Linked DNA regions of Pan troglodytes: region 2 is linked to region 1. A link is a contact called in public HiChIP or PLAC-seq data. All regions are on one chromosome and are shown on one strand. Each heading gives the region's core, a stretch centred on a gene start, on an enhancer-like site or on the middle of the called end of the contact. The rest is flanking DNA. Distances are from core to core; before and after follow the strand shown.

The links. HiChIP or PLAC-seq counts read pairs in DNA pulled down with a chosen protein or histone mark.
Region 2: an H3K4me3 HiChIP or PLAC-seq map of stem cell-derived excitatory neurons shows a contact between it and region 1, with 10 times the contacts expected there. The contact joins the promoter of C9H11orf91 here to the promoter of CSTF3 in region 1. A contact is called at or near these places in 1 of 7 Hi-C or Micro-C datasets (stem cell-derived neural progenitor cells) and 1 of 1 datasets of contacts at active chromatin or transcription factors (stem cell-derived excitatory neurons).

What each region holds. Positions count from the first base shown.
Region 1 is chr9:37,171,891-37,175,855 of NHGRI_mPanTro3-v2.0_pri, forward strand. CSTF3 (cleavage stimulation factor subunit 3) reads right to left here and starts at 2,130. Exons shown (of 21, transcript XM_508355.8): 1 at 1,733-2,130. The coding sequence starts at 1,759. It overlaps LOC134807242 (a long non-coding RNA gene), which reads left to right and starts at 2,050. Exons shown (of 3, transcript XR_010147154.1): 1 at 2,050-2,215.
Region 2 is chr9:37,706,990-37,710,954 of NHGRI_mPanTro3-v2.0_pri, forward strand. It overlaps C9H11orf91 (chromosome 9 C11orf91 homolog), which reads right to left and starts at 1,839. Exons shown (of 2, transcript XM_016920652.3): 1 at 1,258-1,839. The coding sequence starts at 1,753.

The DNA of each region.
Region 1 (3,965 bases), core at 880-3,379:
CTCCAGTCTGGGCGACAGAGCAAGGCTCCATCTCAAAAAAAAAAAAAAAAAAAAAAAATTAGCTGGGCATGGTGGCGCGCGCCTGTACTCCCAGCTACTGAGGAGGCTGAGGTGGCAGGATCACAGAGCGCAGGGAGGTCGAAGCTATGGTGAGCTGTGATGGCGTCACAGCACTCTAGTGTGAGTGACAAAGACCCTGTTCTCAATCTATCAGCATGGGGAGATAAAGCAAATATGGCAAGGCTTTCAACTGTTGATTCCAGGCGAAGAGTTGTCCTACAGGTGTTCACTGCACTTTTCTTTCAACTTTTCTCTATGTTCTAAACTTTGCACAATAAAACCTTTGGGGGAAATTATTTTTCTATAAATTTTCACCACCATCTGTCCCACTGAAACACCACAGTTCTAAAACATTCAAGAGGTCATGGTAACATTTCCGTGTCTTTGTAATTTTAGATAAATTCTAAGAATTAACAATGAATTTCGAAAACTTTCAATGAAACCTCAGTTCATTAGTCCTTCACTTTCAGATGACAAATACTAGATCAGAAAAGGGGTAAACAGTTTTGATACAGTAATTTTAAGACTTCGCATGCTTGGGCATGCTAACACTATGTAAAATGTAAATAGTGCGAAGATTTCTGGACTGAAACCAGTCCTCGGGCAAACACAAAACAATTTAATCAAACTGCCGACATAATGAAATCTACAGTCTTAGACTATGCAATAGAACGCTCCTATTTTGCCTCATCTCTGTCAACCTCCAATAACATCTTCCACGTTATAAGCTAGGGAACCTGAAAAACGAAAACCTAAGTGCATGTCGTTGCTATGGCAATGGGAAATTTCAGGAAATTGAGACTGCAGGCTACCTAGCCTCCATTTTAGAAACTGTATTTATCTAAACACACCAGGACTTATATCGAAAAACACATTTAATGGCATTTTTCATAACTATTTAGCTTCCTCTTTCACACTAAAAGGTAAATACTATCCTACAAAATTCTGAATACAAAGAGCAAAAGAAACAAATCACACTGATCTAACCTAAAAGTGTGAATTTTAAAATATTTAGTTGTCACTCATATTTACTATTAAAACAGATGCTTTTATTTACAGTGGCCAAAACAGACTTCTCATTTTCAACTTATACCTGCAATGTTTATGTAGCTGGAAAAATGAAAACGAAATGTGACTAAAAGAAAAGAAAACGAAAGAAAGCCACAAAATTCCCAAAACCTCAGCATAACTTGCTTCTTTCTTCACTCGCTCTCATTAAGTCTTAATTCTCCAGATTAGCTTTGTCTCAAATATTTCTCAAACTAGTAACCTATTTCTGGGTACAGTATATTTGGCGGGGTAAAAGAAACACTGTCAAGTTTTTCTAAAACGTCGGGTGCACGTTAAAATAATTCCTATCCACTCTAATACCAAAACGATATCAAAGGAAAGCATCCCATCTGGAGTAGTCCCATGAATCTAAATAGGACGAAGCAGCCTACCGCTATTGTCTAAATCAAGTATTTACTCGTATTCATGCCTAAGAGAGAGAAGTAAAAAAAAAAAAAAATTAAATCTTAGATCTTGCTCCCCATTCCCACCACTCTTCTATATATCCTGCCCCCGGGTTCACTAGACCCAATTCCTTCCTCAGCCGAACATGTCTGGAGCAGTCGGAGGAACAGACGTGGAGAAGAGGTCGCCACGAGGCCCCACCACTCTCCTTCCTCACCTGCTCCGTGGCTCCGTCTCCTGACATGGCCTCAGCTGATTACAACGTGCGCACTGACCGTCGATGGGAAGCTACAAAAGAAAAATTAAACTAAAAACCACCCCCAAATCAGTAAAGTTACCCCCTGCCCAGCTGAGCCAGACCGCCAACACCAATCGCCACCGCCCACTCAGATATGAATTAAAATGGCTGCGCCCCTGCCGGCCGAGGAGGAGGTGTGTGGCTTCCGCATTAACTTCCGGGGCAGTGGGCGGGGCTAATTTCGCGACTCTGGTTATTCCGAGCGTGCAGAAAGCAGCGAGATCCCGGGGCGGGCCCAATTCCTGGGCTGACGTCACTGCCCTGGCTTGGAGAGGCTGTTGCTGAGCCGGCTCCAACCGGCTGGAAGGCGGGAAGCTGTTTCGCCTGGAGGCTCGCGCGCTTTTTGGAATTCAGTTATCAAGCTTTAGAGCCTGGCTACTCACAGTTGAAGCCTGATTGCAGGTCAGCAATGCTAAGCGTTAAATGCCTCTTATATTTAGGGGATAAGGACTCCGTGGAGGTTTTCTCTGGTCCCAGCTCCTGCTTTTTACTTTTCTTGGGGGTGGGAGGGATAGATCAAGCCCCCGTTAATTTTTACTGCCACCGTCGACTCTTGTGTAGAAAGCTTTGAAGTCTGTGAGACCTGGGTTTTCAGCTCAACATCTCAGCATGGTTCCTTGACTGCAAAGTAGGTATAATTGTTTGTAGCCCAGACTGCTTGGATTTTAACGAAGATAAGTAACTCTGGTAATTAAACTTCGTACCTCAGCTTTCTGGCTTATAGATGGGAATAATAATAGTACCTGCAAGTGAAATAAATTATACATAGAAAAGTGTTAGAACAGTACCTGGCATTAAGATTAAATGAGATTGACTGGGGGCGGTGGCCCACGCCTGTAATCCCAGCAGTTTGGGAGGCCAAAACGGATGGATCATTTCAAGTCAGGAGTTCTAGGCCAGGTGCGGTGGCTCACGCCTGAAATCGCAGCACTTTGGGAGGCCGAGGCGGGCGGATCACAAGGTCAGGAGATGAGACCATCCTGGCTAATACGGTAAAACCCCGTCTCTACTAAAAATACAAAAAAAAAAAAAAAAACTTAGCCGGGCATGGTGGCGGGCGCCTGTAGTCCCAGCTACTCCGGACGCTGAGGCAGGAGACTGGCGTGAACCTGGGAGGCGGAGCTTGCAGTGAGCCGAGATCGTGCCACTGCACTCCAGCCTGGGCGGCAGAGCGAGACTCCGTCTCAGAAAATAAATAAATAAAGTCAGGAATTCAGGACCAACCTGGCCAACTTGGTGAAATCTCGTCTCTACCAAAAATACAAAAAAAGTAGCCGGGCGTGGTGGTTTGCGCCTGTAGTCCCAGTTACTCGGGAAGCTTAAGCAGGAGAATCGCTTGAACCCGCGAGGCGGAGGTTGCAGTGAGCCGAGATTCCAGCCTGGACTACAGAGCGAGACTCCGTCTCAAAAAAAAATAAAAAATAAAAAATTAAATGAGATTAAATCTCAAACTGCTCTTCCATTTAAGCGTCATCGTAAGATGTCTGCAAGCATTTCTCGCCTACGGGGGTCCAATGCCCTAAAATAACCTAGTGAACTGTTCCCAGACTCGCCTTATTCTTTTAGGTCTCCTTTCCTCTGCTCAAACTTACACTTACTCCCTTTCCACAGGCTGAAATCTTACCCTTAAAATAATCAGACACATGAGCAAAAGATATGTATTAACAGATGTTCATTGCACCATCCAGCAATGGAGGACTGGTTAAAAATATCACAAGATTTATCTCTGCAATGGAATATCACGCAGCAAACTGATGCTAACGTACGATGACTGACAGAAAGGCAACCACCGTATTAAATGAAGAAAAGCAGAATATGAAAGTGTTTTACGTATATATACTTACCACTTTAGCATCCTAATCTGAAAATCCAAAATCTGAAATACTCCAATGAGCATTTCCTTTGAGAGTCATGTCAGTGCTTAAAAAGTTAGATTTTGGAGCATTTTGAGTTTTGGAACATTTAGGTTTTGTTTTTTGTTTTTTTTTTCTCTTGAGGCAGAGTCTTGCTCTGACGCCCAGGCCGGAGTGCAGTGGTGCGATCTCGGCTCACTGCACCCTACACCTCCCAGGTTCAAGCGATTCTCCTGCCTCAGCCTCCTGAGTAGCTGGGATTACAGGCGTGCACCAGCACGCCAGGCTAATTTTTGTAT
Region 2 (3,965 bases), core at 589-3,088, 530 kb after region 1:
GGTTTTACCATGTTGCTCAGGCTGGTCCTCAATGATCCTCTTGTTGGTCAGGCTCCTGACCTCAAATGATCCGCCCGCATTGGCCCCGCCAAAGTGCTAAGATTACAGGTGCCAGCAACCACACCCGGCCCCTGGATTTCTTAACTATGTATTCGGTTAAGATTTCTTAACTATGAATACATAGTATTATGTATGTATTCATAGTTAAGAAATCCAGGACTTAGCAAAGCCCAGTTTTTCTAGGGACTGTCTTCCTTCCATGGCTATGAGAAAGGGTGCTGAACTGAAGACCATTTCCATGGCCACACGGACCTAAGCATTTAGGTTATTTCATACTTCCCTTCTCTGTGTGGCAGGGGAAGCCAACTTAAGCCGTTATATACAATAGTTGGAATGATCTTTTTAGAACTATCTACCCTTCTCCAGTGGTCAAGGACAAGCCTTAGCCAAAACAAGTGACGGGAAAGACAAAGTCTGCAGGACAACCTACCGCTACTGAAAGTTCTACTTTGCAATAGGTCCTTCTTGGAGTACAATGCATTTAACAACTTTACCCTCCAACAGGGAGGAGTCATTCAGCTCGTAGGCTAAGGGATCCTGCCCGCATCAGCACACGTGGTCCAGAGCCCTAAGACTTCAGACCTAAGACCAGATATCGGCCCAGGATCCTGGTGAGAGAACTACCGGCGCCAAGGCCACAGAATCCCAGGGGGGCTGCCCCCCAGCACTGAGAAGTGGAGTGTCCCAAAGCTGCCCTGGAAACGGCCTTGGGCCTTGTGGTTCTTGCACAACTCCCACCTCCCCCTACAGACAACTGACAGTCACCTACTTCACCTTCCCCCATGGAGAGCCCCGGTTTAAGACCGAACATTAAAGCTTAGGGACTGTCTGTGGTGGGTGGAGCTCCAGAGTACAGGGTAGGAGGATGACTGTGCAGGAGGATTCAAGTTCAGGACGGGGTGGTGGCGGATGGAGTTCCAGGTGTGGAGGCTCAGAGTCCAGATGACCCAAAGGGTTTAGGAAGGAGGGAGGATGGAGTTTGGGACTAAGAGGCTCATGAAGTTCAGATCTGTGGTGGGGGGAGGAGTCGGTTGAAGTCCAGGATAAGGGAGTCTGGGTGCTAGGGGATAGATTTTGGATCTGGGACTACTGGGGGCTGGAGTCAAACCAGGCTACATTTCGGGTCGGGGCACGGAGCCAAGGAGGGAGCTAGGGCAGGCTAAGGCTGGGCTCGGTGGCCCTGGCGAGGTCACGCACAGCTCTGGGAGTCGAAGCCGTCCCCAGTGATGGTGAGCAACTCCAGCTCCTTAATCCGGATCTCCAGCTCGCAGAGCTCCTCCGGGTGGGAGGCAGAGGCGAGCCTGGGGGTCGAGGGGCAGGGGACCAGGGGCGAGGCAGCCACCTCAGGCCCCGGCGGCGGCGAGTAGAAGAAGCGCAGAGGCTCATAGGGGATGGAGGCCAGGCCGGAGGGCCAGGGCGAGGGCCAGGGGCGCTCGCCGGAGGGACCCAGGCCGGGTGGTGGCGGGGGCGGGGGCGCCGGGGCGGGGAGCGCCTGGGACAGGGACCGGGCCCCCGCCGCCCCGCCCACTGGCGCCCCGCCCGCCTTCAGCGGCACGAAGAGCTTCTTCCAGATGTTGAAGTCGCTGAGCGGGGACGAGGAGATGCCGCGGTCGTACAGGGACGGGAAATAGAGGGGCGGAGCCGACCGCTGGCTCATGGTGGGGCTGTGGCTGCCGCGCCGCCCCTTTGGCATCGTTTGAATGAGGGTCTGCGTGGGAGGAACCCCGCGCCGGGAGACGCGCGCTCAGGCCCCGAGTCGCCGGGGTTTCGAGGTTCCACAAGCCCCGCCCCGATGGAGCGCGGCCCCACCCTTTCGCCTCAGCCCCGCCCCTAACAGGCGGGGTTCCAAAGCCCGGACGACCACGTCCCGGAACGTGGCCCCGCCCACCGGCGGCTGGCCGCGCCCCGCAGTTCGAAAGCCACGCCCCCTGGCTCGCCTCGCCTCGCCTCCCGTCCCTCGACTCCGCCCACCGCCTCGCTCTTGCTCTGCGACGCCGCTGGCTTCCGTTGTCATATCCCAGCATACCCTCATCCAGAACAGGCAGCGGGCCAGGGCTGCGGAAGAAGGCTTACTTCAGGCTTCCTCTCTTTCTCCCATGAGGGAGAAAAGTATTTCCTAGAAACCTGGCCCCTGCACCAGCAGACTTACCTCATTGCCTCACTGGCCGCGCCCACAGCAAAGAAGTCTGAGAAAATCAGTGTCTGATTTTTCATCCACTACTGTGGGAGGCAGACAAAGGAGAAGAGGATTGATTGGGAATGGCTGTTAGAGCCAACCCATGTATCTGCCAAACGTTAGCAGTGTTGAGGAAGATTCTAGAAAAGGGGATCCTCATCTGGTTTGTAATAGATCTGAAGGAGTGTTTTCAGTGAAATGCAGTTTAGTTCTCTTCCAAACACAGATACCACCAGGAGCTAACAGGCAACGAGCTAACCACCAAAAGGAAATCCTGTCCGCCCTACCTCAAATACTTCACCCATTGCTTATGAGCGATTTGGACATTTTGTCCAAAGGACATGACAGCTCATTTATGTGAGTAACCTGTATTAGCCATAGACTGAGGGGAAATAACTAATACATTTTCTTGAGAGCCTCTGCCTAATGATCACTGGTATGAATAGTGATGGGTGGAGGGCAGTTAAAGAGTCAGTATCAGCTTCACAAGTTAAATATATATATGCATATATATCTGCACACACAGTGCAAACTGTGTGTGTGTGTGTGTGTGTGTGTGTGTGTGTGTAGCAGCAAAGTGGAGAGAGTCAGATATTCAAGCTGGGTAGCCTTGGACAAGTTGCTTGACTTTTGTAGGTTTTCTATAAAATAGAAATAAGAAAACCAGGCTGCCTCATAGGGTTGTGATCAAACAGAAGACGGAACAGTGTGTGTGTGAAACACTTGAACTTGGACACTTTGTCCAAACACAAGAGGCAGCTGTCCCTATTAAGGGGCATGTCTGAAACTGGGAAGCTTTTTCTTCCCACACTGAGCTTCCCACACTTAGTTGTCACACGCAGTATTTGCTCTCTGACTTTGGCAGCCACCCATCATTGTTTATTCATACCAGTGATCACTAGGCTGAGGCTCTCAAGAAAATGTATTTCCCCTCAGTCTATGGCTAATACAGGCCATGTGCGATAGCTCAGCACCCAGCCTGTAATCCCAGCACTTTGGGAGTCTGAGGTGGGATCTCTTGAGGCCAAGAGTTTCAGAACAGCCAGGGGCAACATAGCGAGATTCTGTCTCTACAAAATAATTTTAAAAATTAACCAGGTGTGGTGGCATTTGCCTGGAGCCACTCAGGAGCTAAAGTGGGAGGATTTCTTGAACTAAGGAGGCTGAGGTTGAGGCTGCGGTGAGCCACAATCATAGCACTGCACTCCAGCCTGGGTGACAAGGCAGGACCCTGTCTCAAAATAAATAAAATAAAAAATACCCTTATCTTCCATTAGTTTCCCCCATATATTTAACTTCCCATAATTTACTGCCCCCAGAAGCTCAAACCTCTTTTCCTTTGTCTTATCACTTTTCTACAATCGCCCATTGTTAAAATTGTATATAAGTTCTCAAGCCACTTCTTTGGGTTTTCACTTTGTTTCTGTAAGAACCCCATGTACCTGCGTAATAAACTTTGTCTTCTGTTAATCTGTCTTTGTCAGTTTAATTCTCAGGCCCCAGGCTCTGAACCCAAGAGATTAGAAGAAAAATTTTTTCACCCCTACAGAACCACAGTAATGGTAAGAACCAGGGTTTTGGACTCAAGACTTGGGACCAAACCCTGGATCCACTATGTATTTGGCTGTGCGGCTGAACCTTTCTCAACCTCATTTTTTCATCAATATAATGGGAATAGTAATGGCATCTACTTGCTTAGGTTGGCAAGACTAAGTGAGACAGTTTAAGT